4 separate regions of the Zea mays genome follow, and all the other regions are linked to region 1. The links are chromatin contacts, called in public Hi-C maps. All regions are on one chromosome and are shown on one strand. Each heading gives the region's core, a stretch centred on a gene start, on an enhancer-like site or on the middle of the called end of the contact. The rest is flanking DNA. Distances are from core to core; before and after follow the strand shown. Region 1 holds the start of LOC103634632 (Fanconi anemia group I protein homolog). Region 2 holds the start of LOC107521950. Region 3 holds the start of LOC103634637. Region 4 overlaps LOC103634629 (putative GTP diphosphokinase RSH1, chloroplastic).

Region 1 (3,669 bases), core at 810-3,309:
TAGTTCCTGAAAGAGACACCTACCAAACTCTAGATGTGTTTCAGGCTGTTGGCTAGAGCTTGGCTGACTTGTTGAATCTTCAAAAGGATTGGCTTCATTTTTCTTGTTTTCTGCAATAATCAGCTCAATTATAGCATTTGTAGCAGCAATTCGAACCATGTCCTCCCTCTTGAACATCGCCTTTCTTACAACCAGTATTACGTAATCCTGTAAAATACACTCTAAAACAATCAAACGAGTTTTTTACAGCCACATAAGCACAAAATATTGTTAAGGCTGAAGACCTTCAGATCACGGCTGAACTTTGTGAGTGGCAAGATGCAACTGATCAAAGCAGTTGATATCTTGTCATTCATAAAAGAAAAATAATCCAACAACTCCTTTAAATGTGCAATGAATTCCAGCATTGGAAATGGATGACTCAAAATCAAGCATCCAATCAACCTGCAATGAATAGATGGTCAGACGTTTCCTCAAAAAGAAAAGGTAAACATACTGAACTGTAGACTATAACTTGTGCTTTCTAAATTTTAACTAGGGTTGCTATGGCGTACAAGTATGAGTATAACCTGAGAACTGGCACACTTTGCTGAGGCTTTGCCGAGAGAATCCGGAACTTGCACTGTTCAATTATCTAAACCCAAAAGGACAAAAAATGAAACATACCATGTCACATCAAATAAACCAATTTGTAAATATGCTCCGACTTGTTAAGGCAAAGGTCATGCTGTTTCAATACATACCTCAGTCCGTGCCATTTCATGGACCTCAAACAATGATTTGAGCATATTAATGCCTATTTCTTCGGTGCTCATTACTCCTTCACCTAAGCCAGCTTCCTCACCTTGATCACCTTCTGAGACTTCTAACAGGCGAAAAGCCACCTGAACAATGCTTGGCACAACATGCTCCCTGCCAACAATGCTCTCGTCGACCTGCATATAAGAAGCCGTATACACCCGAAAAGAACTATGAATCTAAGCAGCGTTTATGATCAGTTCACAACTGACTTGGCAGGTATTATGAGTATAAGATATGAATCCCTCACAGATTTTAGTATTCCCTTCTCGACACATTGAGTGGCCCGTGCATATTCCCCTTCCATACAATCCGGCAACCACTTGCACCGCCTGAGAGACATCCGCCATCTGATCAGAACAAATTTCTAAAGCAAACACTAGCAATCACAATAGGTAGAGTAACGAGCAATCCGTCACCTTGACATTCGGTAATCCCGGCGGGACACCACGACCGCATCCCGGAGCACACTCACGGCACCCTCGTTGAACCTCGGCACCCTGGCCACGAACAGCATCACTGCCACCGCAAATCCACTGAGAGCGCCCGCGGCGTCAGCCTTGATGGCGGCCAGGACCTCCCTCGCCAGCGCGGGGTCCTGCTTGACCGCGAACGAGACGTTCATCAGCGCGGTGCTCTCGACCTGCCGCGCGATAGACGGCGGCGCGCGAACGCGGGCGCCGCGGCGGCCGCCGAAGAAGCGCAGGAGTCCCGCGAGGACGACGCGCGGGTAGAGCGGCTTGGACGCGAGCAGGAGGAGCTGGTAGGAGAGAGCAGGGAGGTCCTGGGCATCCGCACTTGGAAGGAGAGAGATGATCTTCCCGAGGAAGGCGGGGATGCGGGTGCGGTAGGCCGGCGGGAGGTCGCGGAGTAGTGTGGCGACGGCGAGGAGCGTGGAGGAGGGCCAGCTGGGCGCGGAGAGGAGAGCGGCGAACGCGGAGGAGGCAGAGGATGGGGAGGGTAAGAGAGCGAGGATCGCGGGGAGAAGGGAGAGGTGGCCCGCGGGGGAGGTGGCGGTGAGCGAGGCAACGATATCGGCGAGATCGTCGGGCGGGAGCTCCGGGAGGAGGGGCACCGCGGTGGAGGGGTCGCGCGAGGCGAGGCGGAGAACGATTTCGGCAGTGAGCGGTGGAGGTGGAGGTTGCTGCGAGGAGGGCTGACTGGCAGAGGCCATGGTCGCCGACATCGCCGGAGCGGAAGTCGGCGGCGGGCAGTTCGGATGTTCGGGCGGGAAGTGAGTGGAGTTTTCCCTCTTCGCTCACCGAGTCCCGAGAGGAAGAAGAGCTTCCTTGACAAGCTTGGTCGTTTCGCCTAGATTTGGGCCGGCCCATGTATACTGTGGACTTGGGGTAGGCATCTGACCCAGTCTGGGTTAGGAACTTGGACGCTAGAAACATTTGTGTCCTGTGTGGCTGTGTCTACTCTAGGGTTTGGGCCTGCACTCTTTTCAACATATTTTTCTCTCCTTGACACATTTTTCTTTGACGTCCCGTTTGGATCACTGGAATTAAATTCCATTATAATAATAATAATTTAGATATATATCAATTAAGCTAATTCACTTTTATACAAAATATATTTGTATACTATTATTAGCAAGATGTCCTAAATATTTATGTGCTACATTTTTACTATAGACGAGTGGAACGAAGAGTGTCATGTAAGTTACAGAGTAGAAACAAATTCTACTCATGTTTAAAATCATTTCTTATCCTCCACCCTATGAATTTGAGATAAGCTTATATTTTAACTTTGGAAAGTGGTGGAATGCCAAATTCCAAACTAAATAAGTTACTTTATTGAGTGAATTCCAATTCCTTTAAAATGAAAGGATCCAAACGCCCCGTGGTAGATATACGGTTAAAATTTTCTTTAAATCTAATAAAAATAAGAATAAAGTGATAAAACATATAATGATTATCCCCTTATTATAAATTCATGAGAAAACCTTTACACGAGAAAACTCATATATAATATTAGCTAGTTGCTCATATTTTGCTACGATTTTTATATATCATATAAATAGGTATTAAGATATTTATTAAATATAATTATTGTTTATTTATAAACACCAAGATACGTGTGGTGGTTAGCTCCAAATTTCCGGAGCTAGGGTGTGGATTCGAGTGCTCGCTCGCACTTTTTTGCGCGGTGTGGTAGGCTGGTAGCTGCGTGGGTAGGGTTGGATGCTGAGCAACGCAGTAGTTGGCTGCGTGGGCGCTGGGGTCCACAAAGTTGTGGTAGCATCAGGTGCCCACATTAAGTTCTTAATATAGCAATATAGATAAATAGGTATGAGATATGTATTCAAATATAATTATTGTTTATTTATAAACACTAAGGTAAGTGTAAGTGTGGCCTAGTGGTTACCCTCAAATGGTTGGAGGAATGGGCTGTGGGTTTGAGTGCTCACTTTGAACTATTTTTTGCGCGGTGTGGTAGCACGGATGGTGAAGTAGCACCAGGTGCCCGGCCCATATTAAATTGTTAATAGATTATTATAGTATAGATATAGATAGAGGACAATATACGTCATAGAAATCCCCTTAAAAACAAACAAGAAATATCGTTGTCAGTGAAAAAATCCATACCATCGCATATTGGCAAACGAGACTATGTAGAAGACGAACCCAGCTTGGCTTGGTGTTAGCCTGACATTCCTGGGGGCCTACACTCGAGGCCAAGCTCCATACCGGCTAAGGCTGTCGGCAGTGTGAACTGTGAAGCATACGCTATAAGGATTCAGTTTTACAAGTCAACTGGCGCGCGCCAGCGCGCGTTTAGCTTGTTTTTGATGTTATACGTTTTTATCAAGCTAAATCAAATGGTTTTATTTGTATATAAAATATGGCAACATGTTCTACCACCTAA
Region 2 (3,669 bases), core at 859-3,358, 170 kb after region 1:
CGGTGCACCGGACATCAAACAGTACATGTCCGGTGTGCACCGGACACCCAGGCGGGCCCACAAGTCAGAAGCTCCAACGGCTAGAATCCAACGGCAGTGATGACGTGGCAGGGGCACCGGACTGTCCGGTGTGCACCGGACTGTCCGGTGCGCCATCGAACAGAAGCCTCCAGCCAACGGTCAAGTTTGGTGGTTGAGGCTATAAATACCCCAACCACCCCACCATTCATTGCATCCAAGTTTTCCAACTTCTAACCACTTACAAGAGCTAGGCATTCAATTCTAGACACATACAAAGAGATCAAATCCTCTCCAATTCCACTCAAGCCTTTAGTGACTAGCGAGAGAGATTTGCCGTGTTCTTTTGAGCTCTTGCGCTTGGATCGCATTCTTTCTTTCTCTTTTGCTCTTGTGATCAACACTCAATTGTAACCAAGGCAAGAGGCACCGATTGTGTGGTGGCCCTTGCGGGGAAGTTTTGTTCCCGGTTGATTGAGAAGAAGGAAAGCTCACTCGGTCCGAGGGACCGTTTGAGAGAGGGAAGGGTTGAAAGAGACCCGGCCTTTGTGGCCTCCTCAACGGGGAGTAGGTTTGCAAGAACCGAACCTCGGTAAAACAAATCCACGTGTCACTCTCCTTATTTGCTTGCGATTTGTTTTGCGCCCTCTCTTGCGGACTCATTTATTATTACTAACGCTAACCCCGGCTTGTAGTTGTGATTATTTTTGTAAATTTCAGTTTCGCCCTATTCACCCCCCCTCTAGGCGACTATCAAACCTAGAGGAAGAATATCGAACCCAAGAGGAAGTATAGGATTGGAGAGGAAGAATATCGAACCCGATAGGAAGGGTATATGAGTAAGAGTCAGAAGACTAATATAAGTGCCCATTGAACAAATTGTCGTGAACAAGAACGGTCCGAGAAGTAGCTAGATATAGCAAGCAGTCGCACCACGCGTTTCTCTAAAAAACTTGATCACCTACATATCTGGCATGTGATGCAGTGAAACGGTGGTTTTAAAGGCATGTTCTCCAAACAAGTGTAAGCATAAATATAGGAGTGACACAAAATGCATATACTTGCATGCATGGTATAGAAGTAATATATATATGTAATACAAGGTACATTGTACAGTTTATATTACGTCGTAACACATGTGAGATGTGGCACACAAAGTGACTAAGAAAGCAGCCCGGCCGCTACACGTATTGACTGATGCTTAATTATTTTTTATAATAACAAACATGATTCGTTGGCGTCGTCGATAGATTCACAGCTTGTGGAGCGCGCAGCAGCCCTTGTAGGTCCGACGATCCACGCCTGACGACGAGAGCTCAGACGAAGGAGAAGGGCATGGTGCTGAGGTTGAGGATGCCGCCGACGATCGCCCCGATGAGACCGACGATCCCGCCAATGAGGCCGCCGAGGCCGCCCAGGTCGCTGCCGCTGCCGCTGCCGGTGGTGATGCCTACGAGCTTCAGCGGCGCCGACAGCGTCCCGGCGGCTGCGGCCAGGGACCTGTCGCACGCGCCCAGCGGGGTGACCACGACCACCCTGCACAGGTTGTGCATGGCGGCGGCGACCAGGTCCCTGCTGGCGCTGCTCTGGCTGAAGACGAAGGCACCGGCGCTGTCCGCCGTCGCGCTGCCCACGACCTTGCCGCCGCACACGAGCTGCACGAGGGCGTCTGGGCCAACGACCCCAGATGGCGGGGAAACATATGTAAGGTCCTCCGATCCATATATGCACGTACGTCCTCGAAAGTTGCTTATGAACAGATGATAAATGATGTATATATTCAGATGACGACCGCGCGTCCTTATCCTTACTAGGGAACGCCGGGACCGTGGCCGGGTCAATGGAGTTCCCGGTGGCGCATGGCACGGTTCCGGAGACGATGAGGCTGGTGTTGGTGTTGGTGCTGGGGCTCGCCTCCAACGCCGTCGCACCGCGGGGCAGCTGGCAGGCGGAGACGACGACGGCGAGTAGGGCGGCGACGACAAGCAGGCTCTTCGGCGCCATTGTACTGTATCGCTGCTCGATCGCTAGCTAGTTAGTATTGTTTTTTTTAAAAAAAATATTATCAGCTCCGCTTCGTCTCTCTCTCGGTCTTTTGCACGTAGCAGGTTGTGCTGAGCTGAGTTAGTTCATGCTGCTGTGCTGCATTGATCTGCTACTTATAGGCGCGCGGCGTGTGCGAGGCCAATAATGCAAGTTGCTAGCATGCTCGCACGGGTCGGCTTCAGTTCAGTGCGCGCGCGTGCTTGCAGTGTTGGAACGCCTCACGCTGTTGTCTCTGTCCGCGTCGGGCGTGCACGTAAGCAGCCAACTTGACGGGCGGGGGCAGCCGACGGAGCTACACATCTCTTTTGTTTCGCAGTGCTGCATTGATGACTGCCGAGCCAAGTAGTCAGTACAGTACTACTAATATAATGGGTGGGTGGTCATAAATTAACACGCTGATGATTATAGTCTGATAATGGGTGGTCATGCGTGGAGCTGCTGATGATAGGATGGTGCTGCCCTGGAAACCTATAGTAGAGGCGTGTGGTCACAAGCCGTACAACGCCAAGAAAATGGAAGCAAAAGAGATTGATGTCGTTCTTGTCTCAACAGTCACGCACCATGATCGGTAATGTCATATTATGGATCTATCAAGGTTTGTCCATCAAATTGAAGAACCAACATTAAAAAGGAAAAAAATAGATAAATTATGACAAGTTGGACAACGACCCAAACAGTCCTACGATGGAATGTCTATCTAGGGTTTGGCTTAAATAAAAAATTCTAAAAATTCTTAAGAAAACTTAGAGATTCATTTAGAGCAAGTTTAACGGTATAGTCGCAGTGGCTATAAGCATCTTTACAGCTTGTCATTTAGGCTATTTATACACTATCGAAATCTGACACTTTATTGAGTGTCAAGCGCTTTGTCGAGTGTCATTCTCGACACAGACCCTCTTTGCCGAGATTCAAACACTCGACAACGTCAAGCTCTCGACGAAACGTGAATCTTGGCAAAAGGCAATCAACGGTCGTCTATAGTTGACGATCGTTAACTATGCTAAGTGTCAGGAGTTGACACCCGACAAAATAACTTCTTTGTCAAGTGTCGTCTCGTAGACACTCAGTCAATTAATTATTCGCCGAGTGTATTTCTCTGACACTCGGCAAAATATATTTTTAATTTTTTACCAAACTTTTTATACTATATTCCTACACTATATAGACCTACATGTTTCATTTTGGCACAATTATCAAAGTCTTTGCTATAACTGTTAGATTTAGTTCGTTTATTTGAATTTCTTCGAATAATTCAGATTTAAACTGCAAGTCACTCGAAAAATAGAAAACAGTGAATGTAAAAATGGTATTCATATTATTTAGCACAAGTTATGGTCTATTTCAGGAACAGACCGGAATTTTCGAACACCATACTAACGAAACATGACTGTGAACTTGCGATCCAGTTGTTTTAAAATTGTATAAAACACAAACAAAATCAAAAAATTATAAAACTTGCTGAGATGTAATGATATTATAAGTAGAGATACTGATAAATTTAAATAAACTTTGTCGAGTGCTTACTAGGGGGTTGCCGAGTGTCAGATCTAGGACACTCGGCAAAAAATATTTTTAAACTTTTAAAAAAACTTTACCGAGTGCCAG
Region 3 (3,669 bases), core at 832-3,331, 150 kb after region 1:
TTGTGTGCATGCAGCTGGTAGCAGAATTTTACGCAGTATACCGAATTGCATAATTATCTACACAGTGTAGCATATTTAGTATCAGTATATAGCATAAAATGGTCATTACGAGTTTTAGTTGCATGTCTGTTGCAGCGATCCTAAATTTATGGAGGAAATAAAGCATTTAAAATAGAAACCGCCACACATATCTTTCCAAAATTTACGCGCATGCAAGGGAACATGTTTGACTCATGCATGCATTTTGCCATAATTTTAGGATCTGTATAAAAATATAAACTGCATTCATGCAGCTGCCATATTTTTCGAATCTGCCATAAAAATAGGATCGTAATAACAACCTACCAGAGCTATCAACCTCTCACATTGGCCAGGTATTTACACTTATAATTGAGAGATTTTATGTTTAAAACTTAAGGTTTTTACGCTCCAACCTGGAGATGCGTCCACCAGTGAACAACATGCTAGATTTTTTTACGCAGTGTACCGAATTGCATAAATACCTACACCGTGTAGTATAATTAGTATAAGTATAAATCATAAACTAGTTCTAATGTGTTTAGCTACATGGTTGTTGGAGGGATACTATATTTATGAAGCAAAATAATCATTAAATACGATTTTTTTCTATGCATGCAATTCATTTCCTTTCATTGCACATTATTTTCATCATAAATTCGTGCGCATGCAGCTGGTAACAGATTTTTACGCAGTATACCAAATTGCATAATTATCTACACAGTGTAGCATATTTAGTCTCAGTATATATCATAAAATGGTCCTTACGTGTCTAGCTGCATGGCTGTTGCAGCGATCCTAAATTTATGGAGGAAATAAAGCATTTAAAAATAGAAACTGCCACACATTTTTTCCTAAATTTACGCGCATGCATTGGATCGTGTTTGACTCGTGCATGCATTCCTTTTTTTTGCGCTAACAGATGTGGGGCAGGTGACGCACCCGACAGGCTGGTTGGGCGCTTGGGTTGAACCAGTTTGTAGGAGTAGTCGGCCTGGGCTTCCTTTAACTATTGAAAGCCCAGGGCTCCGTTAAACCTACTATATATATATATATATATATATATATATATATATATATATATATATATATATATATATATATATATATATATATATATATATATATGTGAATGAGTGCGATCGATTAAGAACGACTAGACACATTTCAATCGAAACAATTTAATTTCTTTACTATTTCTGTCCTAACTCCTAGTTGTAGCTTTTTGCTAATCGACTGTATGTCGTCTAGATATATACCTTATCCACCTCCGCATCTAATGACGTGGGATGGATGTTGGCTCACATCATCTCGCTTTCTTCCCGATCTCCGGAATATATCTGGTTCTTTATGCGCGCTGCCGGCAGCACGCGGACTCGCGTCCGACCATCCGCGTCACCCCAGCGCCGCGACGTGTCAGGCTCTAGAACGTTTCGTCATGGGGGCCGGACCTGCATGTCCTTTTGTCCCCCTCACTTCCCACGCGCCCGCCGGACGTCAGCGTAAACCTTCCACTGCCTTTCGGTGAGCTTCCGCGCGCCGTTCAACTCGCGGCCTCACTAGTCTTTGGATTCTACTGCCCATCCACCGCGGAGAGCGGACTATCTCGGACGACGCACCCCCTGCTACCTGCTACCTGCTCCTGCTGAACCGGAGCAAGTAGTGGTTGGTGCGCCATCAGCTGCTGGTGCTGACACGTATACCCATGTCGCCAATGAACGAGCGCGCGGCCGTGATTCCCCGGTTTGCTACGCTTACCACGCGCAACGGAATTTTGTAGCATATATAGAGTGGGGTATCAAGCAAGGTGTTCGAGACGGGTTTCGCCGCGTGCTCTGTATGTAGCGCGCACGCGCACGCGCACCGCGCGGCCGGTGACCGGCCGGCCGTGTGCTCTGGTTCGTCCATTGTGTAATAGGTAGATAGACAGATAGGTAGAATCTGGGCCTGATGAGGCGTGCGTGCGCTCGTGTTTCCCAGAAACGATACAGCAGCACTAGCCAATGCAAACACCTTTTTCCCTGCGCTTATATATAGCGCTCTCCAGTCCTAGTGTCCGCGTCCTCGTAATCTCTCCTGCGTCCATCCTCTCCTCGCGGCGGGGGAAGAATGGCCGACCCGAGCTTCCTCGTCGGGATCGTAGGTCAGTCAGTGTTCTGTTCATCCTGGCCGGAGGCGGCTATCCATGCATGTCTCCTTGCCCCTTTTTCCCCCCTTGTTATTATCTTGGCATCATCAGCCAACCAACCAGTTCCCCGCTTGATGATCTGATCCTCTGCCTCACGCCAGGGAACGTAATCTCCATCCTCGTCTTCGCGTCGCCGATGTGAGTTCCATTCCATCCTCGTCTTTCACGCAGTATATATATCTCAGTTGTACGTAGTATGCAGCTTTAGAGAGAGAGAGAGAGAGAGAGAGAGAGAGAGAGGCACAGAGCTCTCTGCTTTTTGTTTAATTTCCATGGAACCCGGCCCAGAGCGACGTTCCGGCGCATCGTGAGGAGCAGGAGCACGGAGGACTTCAGGTGGCTGCCGTACGTCACCACCCTGCTCAGCACCAGCCTCTGGACCTTCTACGGCCTCCTCAAGCCCGGCGGCCTCCTCGTCGTCACCGTCAACGGCGCCGGCGCCGCGCTCGAGGCCGCCTACGTCGCGCTCTACCTCGTCTACGCGCCAAGGGAGACCAAGGTTCGAGTTACAGTAAACATATCCCCGCTCGCTTGGTCGACTGATGGCGACCGACTGCATGCAAGATGCATCGATCGGCAACGGAGTCCTGATCCGATCGAGTGCTTGCTGTGGTCCTCAGGCGAAGATGGCCAAGGTGGTGGTGGCCGTGAACGTCGCCTTCCTTGCCGCGGTCGTCGCGGTGGCGCTGCTGGCGCTGCACGGCGGCGCCCGCCTGTTCGCGGTGGGCCTGCTGTGCGCCGCGCTCACGGTCGGGATGTACGCGGCACCGCTCGGCGCGATGGTCAGTATACTCTATACTCCCCAGTAGGCAGTATCTCACTTCCTGTGCTAGCTGTGGCCGTTCTTCAGGGAACAAAACCTAGTTTCTGGCTCACGAACACGCCCGGCCAGTGCTAGCTGCTGCACGTACGTATGGATTTTGTTTCGCACTTTTGGTAGTAACTTGCTTCGGTGTCTCTGTTTCTCTGGCGTGTGGCGAGACACCATACGCTCCTTTTTCTAGAGTGTGCCTACCTGGCTACACCTTATAATGCTAAGAGCAAAAAAACCGCTCGCATCTACTCTACTGACCGGTCATTGAGTGTTTGGTCTGATGTCATTTTCTCGGACTTATAGCGCACCACAAGCGTTAATGCATGTCTGTCTAGCACGAACTCAGATGCCTATGAAGGTTTAATTTGTACTCCCTCCGTTTCTTTTTAGTTGTCGTTAGATAGTTCAATTTTGCACTATTCAGCGACAACTAAAACGAAACGGAGGGAATACCTAATAACCACACTTACTTAAATCTCTTCATATAGTAGAGGGCTAATTTGTTGTAGCTCTCACTCTCCGGTCGGTCACACCGAAGCAATGTACATATCAGACACCGAGATACCCCGTTAAAATCCATCTTTTTTGTTAGGCTACGAGGAGATTTTAGGGGCTGTTTCGTTCGTGACTAAATGTGTCACACTTTGTC
Region 4 (3,669 bases), core at 381-2,880, 130 kb before region 1:
GTGTTCTTGGTTGGTCTGTGGGGTGTAGCTGGTGTCCATTGGGTGCTCTTGAGTGCTAATGGGTATCAAGAGACGTATACTGCAGTAGTTCACCACTAATACTATCTTCCTCCAAGATGATGATAATGTTGGAAGCACCAAGACATCGGTGGCTCAAAATTTTGTTGGTCAGATCCTTAAAATCTGGGAACATAGAGCTTGTCCATATTCCTCATTTTGGAAACGTTCGTCCGTTCCGGAGACGTGGGAACAATCTCGTCCCCCATCTCATCCTTGTAGTGTTAAAATCCTTTTTAAGCACGTTCCCGTTCCTCAACCTCATCGATCCAGAAACTTGGTTGCTAAGGTCAGATCATGATTGGACAGGTGAGCGAGTGGAATCCTTTACTTCTCTGTCAAATCAGAAAGTGAGGGTGAGCAAAGTAGAACTAGATATATATGGTTCATTCTGAAAGTGAGTGTACATAGCAGAGTGAGTAGGGTTGGGCTATGGCTAACAAATCGTACATATGATCATGTAAAACACTGTTTTGCATTGCGAATTACACTGTTTACATTGTGTAGTTTGAAATAAGAGATAGAGATGAATAAGCTGCCGACTATGGAGAGTCAGTGCATGCTGGGATTGATTGGATTATACAGAAGGCCTTGTAAAAGATTGTTAAGGGCGGTTCTTCTCACTTTGTGGTTCGCATATACTAGTTTGCTTAAATGTGCAGCTAGAATTTTGACCTGGACGCTAATTCCAAATTTTGTCTGTGTTTAGTTTCCTACCTCTGCATGTAAATGTTATTGTATAGCTTCAGTTTTGCGAGTCAAAATTTGAGCATACTTAACTGGCAGATGCACGCTTCTGGATTACTTGCCATTTCCTGCAGTATGAATGGTAACTTAATTAGAGGTTTGGTTCTGATGATGGTGACCCTTTCATGAACATCTCCAAATAAGATGATGGTGACCCTTTTTGGATTAATTGTATTGTATACATGTCATCTTACTTTTCCAAAATTAGATGGTTAGTTTATTTAGATGCCATAGAATTGCATGAAAATGGACTGGTTTCTAACTTTTTAAAATAAGAGTGGTATATTTCTAATTAACCCTTTCAGGTGGCGTTTAGTTTAGAGGATGGGCCAGTGTTTGGTTAAGGTAGCATTTGTATGAGAGGATGGGATGGGACGGAGTGGGGTGATCTCACTCGGTGGTGTTTGGTTTGAGGATATAAGGGCATCTACAACCCCATTAATTAGAATGTCTTTAAGGGGTAAGTGAAAAAAAATACCATGAGACAGACTTGTTAAGAGCATGTCTCTTGTACAGCTTTCAACCAATAAAAGACTAACGTGTGTAGAATTCCATTTAATATATATTTTTGAGATGTATTTATAGTTAATCTATACTATAAAATATCCAATTTTTATGGATCTATCTCAGCTGTTAGATTAATTTTTTATTAGAATCCTACGGTCGTCGATCCTTCGTAGAAACGTAGAAACTTTTTGAATCCTACGGTCGTCGATCCTTGGTAGGAACAAGAAACTTTTCCCCATGTTGGACGGCCGATGAGACCCTCGTGCAGTCGTGCTTGCACAAACCTGCACGGCGTTTCGCTTCGTCTCGACTGGAAGCACCTGACCTTTGCTGACTGGGCCGTCGCCACGTCCGCCCCATCCAAGACAGCCACTAAGTGTAGCTACAAGGTCGAGAAGCTTTGTTGAGGCGTCGACACCTTTGGTCCAACCGTCGCCTGTTAGTAAACATGAAGAACAGACTGAACTTGATGATGCTGAAGAGTTGACTGGCAGTGCCAGACGTGCTACAGTGGAGAAGTTAACTGAATAGAAGAAGATAGCTAACGATGTTGTGAAGTCGAGAAGGAGTGCACAGGAGATGAAGCCCAAAAAGAAGTATTTTGGTGCCCAATGGCTGTAATAGGGCCCAGATGTCATTGTTGTTTCTGTAGGAAACGGGTGACGCCTAAAAGGGGGTGAATTAAGACTTTTAAAACTTTCACTAAACTAGGCTACTAATAAATCCCTAAAGCAAAACCTGTGCAAATAATCAAACTAGAATGTGCAAACTAGGTTTTGTCTAAGTGTTGCTATCTCTACCACAATAGGTAAGTTTTAATCTACACTATATAAGTATGAATACAAGATTGGAACTTAAATGTTTAATATAAATGCGGAAACTTAAAGAGCAAGATAGAGATGCAAACTCTCGTGGATGACGTCGGTATTTTTACCGAGGTATCCGGAACCACGCAAGGTCTCGACTAATCCTCGTTGGTACCCCTGCACAAAGGGAAGCCCAAGCGAGGGCCAAGCACCTCGGTCGAGTAACTCTGTAGAGAGCCGCGGGCCTTCTCCATGCGCAAGTGGTGCTCCGCTTTCGGCTCCTCTCGGACGCTCCCCGCCGTCTCCACTATCGAGCTTCCGGCTAAAAATGCCGCGGTCCTCGTTCCCTCTGATACACGGTGGCGGCCATGACACAAATGCGGTTTTCACAGTCTCGCAAGACTCTCGCCCCACTCGGTAAAATTATAATGGCTCGCGTAAGAGCCGAGGGGTTGGTGGTTTATCTAAACTCACTCAACTAACTAGGATCCACCTAGAGCAAGCGCTAGAGCGGTCTAACTAACCTAATCACCTACGCTAATCACCGAGTGACTCTATTAAGCACTTGGGTGTAAGAGCACTTGAGAATGTCTAATATATGCCTTGGTATGTCTCTTGGGCTCCCACACTTGGAAATGATCAGTTGAGGGTGTATTTGTTGGAGACTCGTTCTCAAGTGCTATGAATTAAGAACAAGGCAACATAAAGTGTTAAATGTCAACGTCCTTCGTCCATGAAACATTATTCCCTTGAGGATAATGGGTCTTGGACGAAGGTTGATGAGAGTAAAATTACGAAGCTTAGATCTTCGTAATAAAATTTCAATAGATATTGCAAGATGACATAAAATAAAAGGTACAAAAGAGGTAAACAAGTCATATACGAATTATATTATATTTTCTTAATATATCCAATCATTGAATACAATAATACCTCTGCCTTGACAAAAGGTTGAATTCCAGAATATGCGATTGCAGTTACTAGAATCCGTGAACAGTAAAGGAATACTGTTCACTATTTATAGGCACAGGGCGCAGCCTGTGAGGGATTACAAGTATGCCCCTTATAAAAAGTTTACAACATTGACTCAGACCTTTATGGACTAAAAGGTCATTCTATTTTTAAGTCGGTTTGTAATACCGAAGCTTCATGAAGAGGGACCTTCGGCCATCTTATACAAACAGCTTCAGCCGAAAGCCGCTTCTTCCTAGAAGACCTTCGGCGACGAAGCATAGGCCCAACAGTAGCCCCTTTCGCGGTGCTAGATCGTTTTTCGTAACGAGCTTGATCCGTGAAAAAAGTCTCTTAAGCTTCGGAGCGCCGAAGGTCTAAAAAACACCTTCCCTGAGCTCGTTGTCGAGAAACGATTCAATTTCTCAGCGTGTAGCGGCCCCACCTTTCAGAGTTACTGTTCGGTCTCTGCGGTCCACCACGCAGCGAGTGCGAGCGGGTGTCCGCCTGGTGTAAAAATCCTGGCGCTTCGCCTTCTTACCTGCAGCACTATATAAGCAGACGAGTAGGTGTGAAGTTACCACAGCATTCATTGCTATTT

Evidence for each region. Hi-C and Micro-C count contacts between places; a contact is called where the count stands out from the background.
Region 2: a contact with region 1 is called in a Hi-C map of leaf, with 5 times the contacts expected there. The contact joins the promoter of LOC107521950 here to the promoter of LOC103634632 in region 1. A contact is called at or near these places in 7 of 25 Hi-C or Micro-C datasets (bundle sheath, ear, endosperm and 4 more) and 1 of 3 datasets of contacts at active chromatin or transcription factors (leaf).
Region 3: a Hi-C map of tassel shows a contact between it and region 1, with 3 times the contacts expected there. The contact joins the promoter of LOC103634637 here to the promoter of LOC103634632 in region 1. A contact is called at or near these places in 10 of 25 Hi-C or Micro-C datasets (bundle sheath, ear, leaf and 3 more) and 1 of 3 datasets of contacts at active chromatin or transcription factors (leaf).
Region 4: a contact with region 1 is called in a Hi-C map of leaf, with 5 times the contacts expected there. The contact joins the enhancer-like site here to the promoter of LOC103634632 in region 1. A contact is called at or near these places in 6 of 25 Hi-C or Micro-C datasets (ear, endosperm, leaf and 2 more).

What each region holds. Positions count from the first base shown.
Region 1 is chr1:57,236,242-57,239,910 of Zm-B73-REFERENCE-NAM-5.0, forward strand. LOC103634632 (Fanconi anemia group I protein homolog) reads right to left here and starts at 2,060. Exons shown (of 13, transcript XM_008657224.3): 1 at 1,218-2,060; 2 at 1,049-1,130; 3 at 744-935; 4 at 570-634; 5 at 285-444; 6 at 1-207. The coding sequence starts at 1,984.
Region 2 is chr1:57,410,593-57,414,261 of Zm-B73-REFERENCE-NAM-5.0, forward strand. LOC107521950 reads right to left here and starts at 2,109. Exons shown (of 2, transcript NM_001321718.1): 1 at 1,830-2,109; 2 at 1,188-1,687. The coding sequence starts at 2,022. The coding sequence ends at 1,335.
Region 3 is chr1:57,386,562-57,390,230 of Zm-B73-REFERENCE-NAM-5.0, forward strand. It overlaps LOC103634637, which reads left to right and starts at 2,082. Exons shown (of 6, transcript NM_001301593.1): 1 at 2,082-2,161; 2 at 2,308-2,344; 3 at 2,495-2,705; 4 at 2,827-2,988. The coding sequence starts at 2,128.
Region 4 is chr1:57,106,706-57,110,374 of Zm-B73-REFERENCE-NAM-5.0, forward strand. LOC103634629 (putative GTP diphosphokinase RSH1, chloroplastic) reads left to right here. Exons shown (of 24, transcript XM_008657215.3): 24 at 1-799. The coding sequence ends at 59. Among protein-coding and RNA genes, the nearest start is that of LOC103634629, 50 kb to the left of the region's middle. Within about 2 kb of position 1,631, at least 9 of the 20 cell types and tissues checked have an H3K27ac peak or open chromatin away from gene starts, as enhancers often do. A contact at or near this core is called in ear and leaf, where this site is marked.